Linked DNA regions of Canis lupus: region 2 is linked to region 1. Evidence: chromatin contacts called from public Hi-C data. All regions are on one chromosome and are shown on one strand. Each heading gives the region's core, a stretch centred on a gene start, on an enhancer-like site or on the middle of the called end of the contact. The rest is flanking DNA. Distances are from core to core; before and after follow the strand shown.

Region 1 (6,505 bases), core at 2,748-5,247:
GCACTAAACAGCTGCACCACCGGGGCTGCCCCTTATGCATTTTTTAAAAAGATTTTTTATTTATTCATTTGAGAGAGAGAGAGAGAGAGAGAGAGGGAGATGAGATCGAGCTAGAGAAAGAGTGTGAACTACAGCATGAGCTGGGGGAGGGTCAGAGGGAGAGAGAGAAGCAGACTCCAGGCTAAGCAGGGAGCCTGACATGGCACTTGGTCCCAGGACCCCGGAATTAATGACCTGAGCCGAAGGCAGACGCTTAACCAACTGAGCCACCCAGGCGCCCCTCCTTGTGTTTCTAAAGAGGGAAATTTTTGTTTCAACATTTTGAAACTGGAAGTCCATTGATGCACCTTTCATTTAAGGTGCAGCTTCATTTAAAGTATAGTGTGGATCAGATTGTAGTGCTAAAGAGTCATTCATTTAATCAATTCTTTCAACAAATATTTATTGATCACCTATTACATTTGGGCAGTGATCCAGGTCCTGGGAAACTGGGGACAATAAGAGAGATGTGTCCTTATCCTCCGTGAGAGCACGTGTTAATAAGAATACTAGACAAGGAAATAGACAATTGCCGCACAGTGCTAAGTACTCAGATGGTAAGGTCGGAGAACGACCTTACCACGCGGGGGAAGCACCCAGCCCCAGCTTGGAATAAAGCTCTAACTTTCCAGAACATTTTCACACATTCAGAAGAATCCCAGTTAAGTTCAGAGATGAGAAAGCAACCCTATGTCCTGCTGCCATCCAATAGCATCTTCCTGTGGTGTGGAGAGAGCTCCCTATGGTTCCAGCTCCCTGCAGCCTCTGGGGAGATAAAGATACTTAAAACGCCAACTCTGCTTCTGTGGGAAGTTGGCCCGGGGCCAGGTCCTCCCCTGGATGCCATGAGGACTCAGTGAGAGTGATGATTGTTGGCAGAGGGGTGTCGGAGCTCCTAGGCAGGCCTGGCTCACGTGGTACATGCTGGACACGCAGACAGAAATGTGTTTTGAACCCAGCCCTATTTGCCCCATTTATTTTCAGTGCCTGAGTGTGCCAGAACAAGATGGTGTAGAGGCTCTGGAACGGACACCAGGACAAAAGGCCCCACTGTGGAAAGGCTTTCGCGGTCAGTGAGAATGAGTCGGGGGGTCAGAAGCTAAGAAATGAACAACAAGCATCTCAAACTGGGATTTGCCACTTTTCTAAGGACTCCAAACACAGCTGTCCTTCTTTTCTTCAATATGGTACCTTTCCTGTCTTTCCTCCTTATCCCCCATTTCGTCAGTGTTATAAAAGCAATCCTTTTGCATTAATACTGGCCCAGGTCAGGCAAGTGGCGGGGCCCGGCTGGCCACCGACTCTCTGTTCTGGGCTCCTAGGGACTGGATGCTGAGCATGGGGGGGCCTCTGGGGGGCAGGCAGAGGGCTCCAAGGGCGCAGGTGCTCAGCTTGGAGGCCCTGCCAGGGGAGAGAGGGACCGGCTTCATTCTGTCTCTCTTCCAGGGCAGAAATAGACGTGGGGGAGGATGTATGTTGTGCGAGCCAGATTTAGCCAAATATCTTAGGAAGACATTTCTGATCATTAATGTCTTCATGAAAGAACAAACGGTCTCATGGAGCAAAGATGGCTCCTTCAAAATTGAAGCAGAGATTGGGAGTCATTACAGGATGTCGGACCAGGTCACTCTGATCTTTCCAAGTCTGGGCTCTGTGGTCTCAACAGTGGAACTAGGATCTGAGTGCAGACCGTGTGTCGCTTTCCATACATCAACTTATTTAACTCTCACAACAACTTGACATACGTTTCATTATTTTTAGCCCATTTTACAGATGAAGACTGTAAGGCTCACAGAGGCTCACAGAGATTGCTGTGTTTTTGTCTTTGTTCTCTTTACCATCTAAGTGGTGTGGCACAGTGTAAGACACTATGCTATAGTAGTTGAGATCTTAGGCTCCATGGGCTTGGACTCCGGAGTCTGTCACACTTTCCTAGCTAAGTGGCCTTGGGAAAGTTCCTTCCTGTCTTTGAGCTTTGCTTTTCTCACCTGTGAAATAGGTATGAAAATAGGGCTTCCCTTGCCAGGACTCTATCTAACATATAGACCTTAGCTAAGACCAAGTCCACCCCAGCCCAAAGTATGTCCTGTGAGAAATCCTTTCTTTTGGCATATTTTCAGATCAGCTGACACTGTCTTCATGGGCTCTGGTCAGGTGAGTTCTAGGGAAATGTGGTTTGAACTGAACTGTTTGACCTTGGAACTTTCACATACAGGCAGGACTCTGGCTTTAGGTGCCAGTGGGCTGTGTACTCTCAACTGTTGATGCTAAGAGGCAGGAAACCCAGACAGAAGGAGCAGCTGAAAAAGCCGAGTGGAAACCAGGATCCACGAGCATCTTCTGAAGACCCTCCCCTGCACAGCCGCCTGCCAACCAAATGCTTTGCTTTAATCCCAGCAGCAAAAGTACCCAGAAGCTGCTGGCAACCAGATGTCATTCATGTTGCCATTGGGATGAAGACAAGGGTCTCTGGTGGAACTTTTTGCCCCTTGCTTGGTGTTTAAGGCCAAACCCAGGTCCTGCCCCCCATAGAGCCCTGCTGGGTGTCCTCTGGCTATGTGTGTGTGGTAGAAGGAGCATGGGCTTTGGGAAGTGACACATCCAGGTTCAAATCCTGGACACCAATAGGCTATGTGAGTTGGTGCAAATGGTCTCTCTCAGCCTCTATTTTTCATCTATAATAGGAGGAAAGTAACACCTACTATCTCATGAAGTTGTTTAATGCACTAAGCGGAAGAACATACATGAAGTGCTGGTGTACTGCTTGGCACCTAGGAAGTGGGAATGCTTCATAAATGGCAAATTCTTATGATGATGACACAAGCAGGAGATAACCTGGCTCTGCTCAAATAAGGGGGTACTATTCCTGAACACTATCTCCTTCTGTTGTCTTCCATTCTCTTCCCCTTGTGTTGAAATTCTGCTTTTCCATAGTAAAAAGAGCTAACCTATGAAACACACAGTTCTTTTTTTCCGGCGTGCCTAATGAGCCATGGAACAGTGCTTGTCCCCTTCTCCTGGCTGAACATTTTCTTAGCTACTCTCTAGAGCCCATTTGTATCTTAACCCACAGGAGAACCTCCACGGTGGACGTCCAATGACGTCAGTGGCCAGATGCGCCAGGACTGTGGCATCACAGAATCTGCCTGTGTTCTGCCCCACTGTGCTGCGCCAACACCCACTAACAGTCCCGAGTATTCAAGAAGGGACTGAACAATATGAATGCCAAACCGAATATATGAAAAAGTAACTTCTAGTCCTGTTACCTCAGCAATTCCATTTCCTTTGCTTATTTCCTACAAGCATATATAATTTTCAGATGGCTACCATATATAGACCAAAATTTGCATCTTCTCTCTGTTTATGTAATTGCCCCAAGTTGCTGGATAATATTTATCATTAGGATTCAACGTGTCCATTTAAATGGGTGTGCTGTAATTGACTTAGTGACCGTAGTTATTTGCACTGCTTGCAATTTTCTTTATTATCCATTGCTAGGTATGTGAAGGTGCACATAGGTCCCCGGGATCTGGCCTTACTTTTTGTCTCCTTATCTTCTGACACTAGCTGGTACTACTTTTAGGGTTAGGACATTTCATAGTTTTATTCACAGGTAGCAAGTAGCATGTTTCTTTCTTTTCTTTCTCTTTCCCTTAAAAAAAAAATCTTATTTACTTATTAGAGGGAGAGAGAAACAGAGAGAAAGAGAGACTGCACAAGCAGGGGAGAGGGAGAGGCAGGCTCTGCACCAGGCAGGGAGCCTGATGCAAGGCTTGATCCTACGACCCCGGGGTCATGACCATGAGCTGAAGGAAGACGCTTAACTGACTGAGCCACTCAGGCACCCCAAGTAGTATGTTTCTACTTTGCCTCTAGAATCGCTCTCAGAGAGCAAAGAGTAGCTCGGGCTTGAGTCTGTGATTTGGCTGTGAGGCTGGAGAAGAGACTGGGGAGCGCGCCCCGGCAGGTTGAAATCCGAAGCTCAATGTTGCCTCCAAGCGAGCATATGCGGAACTGCAGGTTTGGGAGCCGGGGTCCGCGCCTTGAATGGGGGACGCTCTGGTTTCAGATACAGAGTTGAGAGGAACAGAGTGTCCTCTCCAATTTTGAGGAGACACTGATCTGGTTCAAAGATGGGCCTGGGGCAATTAGATGACAATTGCCAGACTAGAGACTTTCTGCATTCAGTTTTCATTCCATTCAGTTTTATGATTGATTTCCTTTCTAGAAGAAGATAATGATGGTAATGAGTATGGTCACAATTAAGTGCCTATTACATGCCAATCTTTTTGTTAGGTGGTTTGTGTACACCAATGCTAAGTTTCATAACAAAGGTCTTATAACTGCTATTTTGCAAATGAGAAGACTGAGGCTCAGAGAGTTCAAGTCTTTTACCTAGAGTCACTGAGCTGTCAGATGCAGAAGCCAGGTTCAAAGTCAAATCTGTTGGATTCTAAAACCCTGCCCATTTTATTAGAGCGGGCCATCTGCTGGTGAGCCTGTTAGGGCAACACTGACCCAAGCCCAGGTTGGACTGGCAGATCCCAAGGTCATACCTGTTGCCTTCACAACTCCATGGTCTGGTTATTCTCCCACAGTTCTGTTTCACAGGCCCTGCTGGGAGGCTCCATTTTCTTCCCTTCCCTTCCCTTCCCTTCCCTTCCCTTCCCTTCCCTTCCCTTCCCTTCCCTTCCCTTCCCTTCCCTTCCCTTCCCTTCCCTTCCCTTCCTTCCCTTTTTTCTTTTCTTTTTTTTTCTCTTCTTTCTTTCTTTCTTTCTTTTTTTTTTAAGATTTTATTTATTTATTCATGAGAGACAGAGAGAGAGAGGCAGAGACACAGGCAAAGGGAGAAGCAGGCGCCCCACAGGAAGCCTGATGTGGGACTCGATCCCTGGTCTGGGAATCATGCCCTGAGCAGAAGGAAGATGTTCACCGGCTGAGCCACCCAGGTGCCCTGGAAGCCCCATTTTCTTTGTCAGCAGGCCAGAGGTCCTTCCTAGTTAGGACTGTAACACCGAGCACCAAGCCCTCAGTACCCAGTGGCCCTGTCCTGGTTCATCAAAGGTGGCTATCAAAAATCAAATGGTGCCGGCTTCCCAGCAGCTCAGGGTGTCCTGGGTCCTGTGCTCCCGGGTGCAGCTTGCCATCCTGCTCTGGAGAGGAAGGGGCATCCTGGAGCTCACCTTTGCTGGCTGCTCACCCCTACCCTGGGGGCTAAGAAGGCAGGGCCAGCAGCAAGACCCGCACTGCGCTCTCCTCCTCCTTTATAAACAGTACTGATTAGGTAAAAAAATAAGAACAGGTGAAAAAGGAAAAGCAAGCAAATAAGTTTCCACAAATCCTAATTTCCAGACCACTCTTGTTAATTAAAAAAAAAAAAATCAATACATTCCAATGGCCAAAAAATAATTCATACAGCACCGACAGGCAGAAAAAAAAAAAAAAAAGTAAAGCTTCTTCTTCCAGAGGTAGCCTTAAAACAGCTACTTGGACTTCCTTTAAGAATTTTCTTCTGTATGGTCTAGCTGATAAATAATACACATGCTTATTTATGTGTATATAAAATTTACACAAGTGAGGTCACACTGTGCACGTGTTGAACACTTTGCCTTCTTTTGGGACTTTCTGCAAGCCCAGTATGGTTACCCCACCTCATCAGCCGGTGCTGGGATGACCTGCTGGGAGGAGCCAGGCGGGGTTGCGGGAGCACCTGGTGGAATCTGCTCCCCCAGCAGCAGCCGGTCCTGACCCGGCCCTGCCCGCCTGAGGTGGGTGGAGACCAGGAGATGCTGAACTGCTGCCCCCTTGTGGCCCGGCAAGGGGGAGCCTCTTGCTAACCGGATGCGTCCCGGTAAAACCGAATCCCACCTAAATCCTCTGCGTGGAACCTCATTCCATCAACCGGTTCTCGGTTCTCCGTGTGAGGGAGGGAGGAGGAGAATCTTTGGTCCTTACCTCTCATGACTCACCCATACGTGTGGCTGAATCTAGCACCCTGTCTTGGAACAAGGATGCTCAGCTGCTACTGTGCATGGGCAGGAATATTTGACAGTGATTGGGTGCCGGCAGTGTGCCTACTTTGGGTGCTAAAAAACAGGATCTCCTTTATGCTCAAATGGAAGGGTCTTCTTGGAATCAGGTAAACCTGGGTCTGCGACTGACTTGCTGTTTATTCCATGCATGCATGCATGCATCCATCCATCCTTTCAGTCATTCATTATTTATGGAGGCCACTGTCTTGAGGGCTAAGCTCCAGGGCCTTAGACCAGTTACTTCACCTCTCTGAACTTTAGTTTCCACATCTATACATTGAACATACTGACACATTTTTTTGGTTTGTATTTCTTTTAAAAGTTGTATTTATTGATTGATTTTTAAAGATTTTATTTATTTATTCATGAGAGACACTGAGAGAGAGAGGCAGAGACACAGGCTCCCTCCCCTGCAGGGAGCCCAATGTGGGACT
Region 2 (6,505 bases), core at 1,045-3,544, 210 kb before region 1:
TCCTTTTGGGGTTGCCTTGGAGGTTTTTCCTCTAGGAGTTGATCTCAGACTTTTCCTGTTTACACATTTAAAAATTATTGTGAACCCAAAATCTAACTTTTTTTAAAAAAAGATTTATTTATTTATGATAGAGAGAGAGAGAGAGAGAGAGGCAGAGACACAGGAGGAGGGAGAAGCAGGCTCCACGCCAGGAGCCCGATGCAGGACTCGATCCCGGGACTCCAGGATCGCGCCCTGGGCCAAAGGCAGGTGCTAAACCGCTGAGCCACCCAGGGATCCCCCAAAATCTAACTTTTATGTGGGTTCTATCAATAATATAATTTACCATATTATAAATTAGACCAAAAATTTAACATTCATTTTAGATTCATTTTAAAATAACAATGATCAACCTGTAATACATTAACAGAAATAACATTTATTGGGAAATAACTTTTTTCCAAATTGAAAAATATAGTGGGAAGAACAACATAGTATTACATTTCTGCAAAATTCCTTAATGTCTGGCTCAATATAGAAGACAAATGGATCCTAAATAATACTTATGCATTCAATCTGTTGCAACATATTTGGGTAAAGCAAATATGGACTATGGATAATTCAGCTTCACACAGATTGGTAGTTAGAACAGAGAGGCCCGGATCCCTGGGTGGTGCAGCGGTTTGGCGCCTGCCTTTGGCCCAGGGCGCGATCCTGGAGACCCGGGATCGAGTCCCATGTCGGGCTCCCTGCGTGGAGCCTGCTTCTCCCTCTGTCTATGTCTCTGCCTCTCTCTCTCTCTCTCTCTGTGACTATCATAAATAAATAAAATAAAATAAAATAAAATAAAATAAAATAAAAAACAGAGAGGCCCTTACAGACCTGCTGGGAGAGTCCCAGGGACTCCCCTGGGGTCCTTGAGCCATACTGACATTTCCTGAAGTAGACTTTAAGTGCCTTGAAGGGGGAGAGTATTTCTTCATTCTACTGAATCTTTTAGTTCCCTGGCCTTGGACACCAGTTCTTACTTGGAATGTGTGATAAAATGTTTTTGACAGATTGACTGATAGAGGGAGCTATTGGTCAATACTAGCCCACAGCTATGATAGCAAAGGTGGGGATTTTCTCATTTCACAGAGGATGAAACAGATTTACACAAAACTGGTGTCTAAACGGCCACATCCCTGGGCTCCCCAACACCTGGTTTTTAAAGAAGTTGCCAGGAAGGCCAGGCGAAGGTTAATGGCATCAGCTTAAAATATTTGCCTTTATTTAAGAAATAGGGGAAACAAATCTGCAATAGCTAAAGTGGAAGCGACTCAAATGTCCATCTCCAGATGAATGAAGAAACTAAATGTGGCATATAACATACAGTAGAATGTTATTCAGCCTTAAAAAGGCTGCAACGGGAATCAAGCTTGAGAGTATTATGCTAAGTGAATCAAGGCGGTCACAAAAGGAAAAATATTGTATGATTCCACTTCTATCAGGTATCTAGAGTAGTCAAACTTAACAGAAGGTAGAACGGGGGTTGCCGGAGCTTGGGGAAGGGACAAGGAGGAGTTGTTTTATGGGCATGAAAAAGTTGTGGAGATTGGGGACTCAACAACATGCATATAGTCAATACTCTCTGACTTTACACTTCGTGGCGAAGATGGTGAATTTTATGTATATTTTACCACAATCAAAAATAAATTAAGAAAAAAATAGAAAGGAGACTTTTTTCTCTTAGTTCTGGCCGACCTCACCCCTTGTCACTCAGTTCAGTTGTACATGTGTTTATCGAACACATTGTATGTATAAGTACTCCCGAGGAGCAAGGATCCGTTAAACAGGGCCTGTCCTCGGGGAGTTTGCTCTCCAGTAGAGGGTTGGCTACGATACACGGCCACAAGGGACGCACCAACAGAATGAAACCGGTTTTGGAGAAGGCAGCGCTTGGACTGGAACTTCAGGACGGCAGAATTTCTGCTTAGACGGACACGATGACCCTCTATATCCCGCATACCGGCCAGGTGAAAGTTTGGGATCATGTTTGGAGGTGGAGCAGATGTTACCGAGTATAGGTCCGACTTCCCATCTCATCCCGGAGTCCATTCTGCTTAATGAAGAAAGCTGGTGGTCACTCGAGGTAAGTAAGCAAACAGGCTACCGCACGCGGCAACCACAGTCCAAGACCAGGGGGCCCGGGATGGGGGGGGGGGGGGGGGGCGGGGGCGGAGTCCGGCGCGGAGTCACGTGGGGCGTGGAGGCGGGTCTGCGCGCTGGTCACGCGGCCCGGTGTTGACACTTCCGGGTGGGACCGAAGCGAGGCGGCTGGGCAGGGGCTCGCGCCTCCGCGGCAGCCATGGCGTACAACGGCCTCACGGTGCCTCTCATCGTGATGAGCGTGTTCTGGGGCTTCGTCGGCTTCTGCGTGCCCTGGTTTATCCCTAAGGGTCCCAACCGGGGGTAAGTGCGCTAGGGGCCCGCCTTGGGAAGGACGCGCGGCGAGGACGGCCCGGGGCGGGGGCGACCTGCCCGGGTCAGAGACCTCGCGGGGTGGTCCCCGACCGCCTGCAGACCCCCGGCTTCCTACGGCGGCAGCTCTTTGTTCCCCGGGCCGAGGGGGAGGACGCTGACTCCCGACGGACCCTCCTTGGGAAGGGGTTTCAGGGGGATTTTTTTTTTCTCACCACGGGCCTGTCTGGGGAGGGTGCGTGGGAAACGGGTTTATACCGACTCAGGGAGAAGTGTGGTCTCTTCTAAATGGCTTTCACCCCCTTAGCCCTGCCCTCCGCTCAAATGACGCCTAAACTTTAAAGGAAAGGATCAAATAAGACAGAACTTGCCCTCTGTGCCCCACATGTCGCAGTTGCAGGGGACACAAGCTTGTGCAGCAGCGCGGAGCCCAGGCCTTGCATCTAGTGGGCGCCAGGTAGTTGGGGCCTGATCTAAAGCGAGATTAATTACCGAAGGGCGGGAGGTATTGTTTAGAAGCCCCTGCGTCATACCTTTTGAGGGTGGTTCTGCGCTTGTATGCGAGTGTACCAAGTTCTTAGAATGATTGACTAAAACCTAGACTTCTTGGCTAAATAGAGCTCTATTTTGTTAAGTAAATCTTTTCTATTGTAGTATGAGATAGAGCCTTGTCTTCAAAGGAGCTTTGGAACAGCCTCCTTCTGGTTCCTCTTTTGCCTTTTAGTCATTTTTTCTCATCCCGAGATCATGTGGAGTGAAACTTAGGCTAAGTTGGAGCTTCGCCAAGCACCAACAAATTGGTGGCCTATGCAGCATGCATAGATGCATAGTAGGCATTCATTCAGTAAATACCCATTGAGTGGATAATTCTATTTTATTAGGGGAAATAAAATGCTATCACTTCCTTAATATTTTGTGACCTAAACTCCTTTTGCTGTCTGGAATACACTTGTATTAGACTTGGTACTTCTATCTAGCTTGAAAGTAAAACACACCTTGTTTAAAAAGGAAAAACGGTAGATGAATTTCTATCATTTGGTAGCATTCGATTTCCCCTCCTCTCCTCCCAGTAACATCAGTTATAGAGGGTCATCTCTCTAGACTATAACAGATGATGCAGAGTGTTACAATTCTAGGGTTATTAAATCAATTTGTATTAACCAAATTGAATTTCTTAGACATCTTTCTCCTACTGGAGTTAGAGACCAACAAAATACTTTGTTGTTTCTATCTTCAACTGTTTCATTACCCTACTGTCTGCTTTTCCACTCTAAATACTCAGGAAAGCATTTTTGATGTGCTTGTAACATTGACCACTCCTTTCTTAAAGACCCTGATTTGGGACCCACCATGCCTACCTAGCCTTGGGACTTGATGCCACTGCTGTTTTCCAGTGTAATGAAATGTCTCCTGTAATACATGGACTACTCAGTTTCCAACTCTAGTGTCATGATTCAGGTTTGACGGGCCAATGATAAATTATCTGGGTCTAATTCACAGCCTCTACCCTAATCCTTTTATTTCCTGCTCTTGGCAGGATTGAGCAGTTCTTAAAACACAAAATGTCTCCTAGGAATTACTGTATTACACTTTGAGAAACACTGCTCCAAGCTGGATGATCCCTGTGACCTTGAACAATTAACTTTTCAGTGTTCCCTTTCCTCATTGTAAGGTGGAAAGAAATACTAGTACTGCATTAATACTAGTTCCTCTTTATCTCCTGAAAGGCTTTGAAAGTGTTTTTTAATACATGAAGGAACTTAATTGCTTCAAGGACTAGGTGAATTTTTAATCAGAACAATTCTGATTTAAAGGATTAAAAACATTTTGATTAAAGAGATAAGTAGGGGCACCTGGGTGGCTCAGTGGTTGAGTGTCTGCCTGTGGCCAAGGTGGTGATCCCAGGGTCCTGGGATTGAGTCCTGCATTGCGCTCCTCACAGGGAGCCTGCTTCTCCCTCCTCTGCCTATGTCTCTGCCTCTCTTTGTGTTACTCATGAATAAATAAATAAACTCTTAAAAAAAGAGAGATAGATTAAGTAAAGGTACTGTGTGGCAAGGGAAGAAGAGATTTTGATGTTAAATCCTATACCCTGCAAGGTCCACACACACCAGAGTGCAGAAAAATCTCTCTGTAACCTAAAGAAAACACCTTACTCTTACTCTTTTTTATAACTGAAAATGGGCCAGATAAAAAACAGTTTGTGTTTGGAATCAGCTTTCCTGACCATTTTTTTCATGATTTCCCTCTCTTTAGGAATCCACAGATGGTCTGAAAGCTTCAGATTTTTTTCACAGTGGCTCCTTTAGGGGTAGATGTGGGGCATGGGATGGAGCTAGATCACAGGGAATTGAGTCAGCTCCTGTTTTTTCAAGCATACAGAATATTTTCAAACATACAGCAAGGCAGAAAGAATAGTAAGAGTGTGTATTCCACTGCTTAGATATAATAATTGTCAACACATTTATATTTGCTTTTTTATGTGTGAATATGTGTTTGTGTACATGTGTATATATACACATATATAATCTTGCTAAACCGTTTGAAAGTAAATTGCATTCATCATGACACTTCACCCCAAATAGTAAGTGGCATATTTGGAGGGGATATTTTATTTTTTATTTCGGTTTAAGTTTATTTATTTATTTAGGTAATCTCTATTCCTAGTGTGGGGCTCAAACTCATGATCCCAGAGATCAAGCTCTTCCGACTTAGCCAGCCTGACTGGTGGTGATAGTTTAATGAGGGGGCTTTTTATATGAAACTGGGAAGCAGGTAACAAAAAAATAGCCTCAGCAGTTTCAGCTGTCTGAGGTGGTCCTTGGGGGAGACAGAAGACAGGATTCCAGGTCGAGGCAGAGGAATGGAGGAAAATGTGCAAAAGCTCAGAATGGAGAAGAGTAAACCTGATGTGTTTTGGTTGACAGTGAGGCCAACTGCTTTCGGGAGTGGAAGTTTGCTGTTTGAAAGTGGACAGTGGTGAGGATGAGTGGAGGGAACTGATGACCAGGAAGGAGCTGGACTTGATTGTGTAGCTCTTCAAGCATTTTTTATTATGCAGCTGTCAAAGTTTTGTAGCACAAACTCACGTGCATACTTATTTGTGTATTATAAGCATAATGTATAAGTTAGATATTTTGAAGAATGTTGCTTCAGAATATATCCAGAGTCTGTCTGTCCAGTTCTCACTACCTACAATACTACCAGCCTGGTCCATGAAGTATTGCAGTCCACACCCCCAACTCCACCCCCAGACTGGTTTCACAGCTTCTCCCTCTGCCTCTCCTCCCCCAGTTTGTTTCTCCTCTACAGAGGTCCTCTTAGAATCTGAATCAGATTTTGTCAGTCCTGTGCTCATATCCCTCCAAATAGCTTCTCTTTTCCTTTCAGAGATTGCACTTCATCCTCATGAGCGTCAGAAATGGCAGAACTACAATTGAACTGTTTTAAAGGTGTTTCCAATTCTTGTCTGTATTCTCCCCTTCCCCGACCTCACTTACTACTAGGCTCCTCTCGCTCTGCTCAGCCACATTGGCCTCTGTCCTCTCTTAACTGCTGGTACCATAGAGCCTTTGCATTTGCTCTTTCCCCTGTCCAGAGGTCTGGACTCACTTGCCATGTCCTCAGCAAGTCCTTTCCTGACTGCTGTCTTTGAAGGTTGTTTTGGTTTGTTTTGTTTTTTGACAAAGTGAGAGTGGGAGAGATCACAGAGGGAGAGGCAGAGGGAGAAGCAGACTTGCCTCAGAGCAGAGGGCCTGACTTAGGGCTCCATCCCAGGATCCCAAGATGACCTGAGCCCAAGGCAGTCATATAAACAGACTGAGCCACCCAGGTGCCCCAATTGACTACCCTCTTTAAAATTGAAAGCATAGCCTCCAACCCCTGTATACCCTTATCCTCCTTTCTTGCTTTTTTCCCCTCTCCATTAGCACTTACTGACCACCTGCCAGACTAATGATACATAAGTAAATAGTTTTTGTTTAATGTTCATCTTGTTTGTTGTCGTTTGTTTTCCCTTATGATCCTGTGAACTTCACCAGGGCAGGGGTTTTCATCCGTTTTGTTT

The links. A called contact is a pair of places that touch in the nucleus more often than the background predicts.
Region 2: a contact with region 1 is called in a Hi-C map of blood, with 6 times the contacts expected there. The contact joins the promoter of ATP6V0E1 here to the enhancer-like site in region 1. A contact is called at or near these places in 4 of 9 Hi-C or Micro-C datasets (amygdala, blood, liver and 1 more).

The regions. Positions count from the first base shown.
Region 1 is chr4:40,082,048-40,088,552 of UU_Cfam_GSD_1.0, reverse strand. No RefSeq gene overlaps it. Among named protein-coding and RNA genes, the nearest start is that of NKX2-5, 45 kb to the left of the region's middle. Within about 2 kb of position 3,997, at least 2 of the 20 cell types and tissues checked have an H3K27ac peak or open chromatin away from gene starts, as enhancers often do. A contact at or near this core is called in blood, where this site is marked.
Region 2 is chr4:40,292,342-40,298,846 of UU_Cfam_GSD_1.0, reverse strand. It overlaps ATP6V0E1 (ATPase H+ transporting V0 subunit e1), which reads left to right and starts at 2,294. Exons shown (of 4, transcript NM_001003128.1): 1 at 2,294-2,430. The coding sequence starts at 2,327.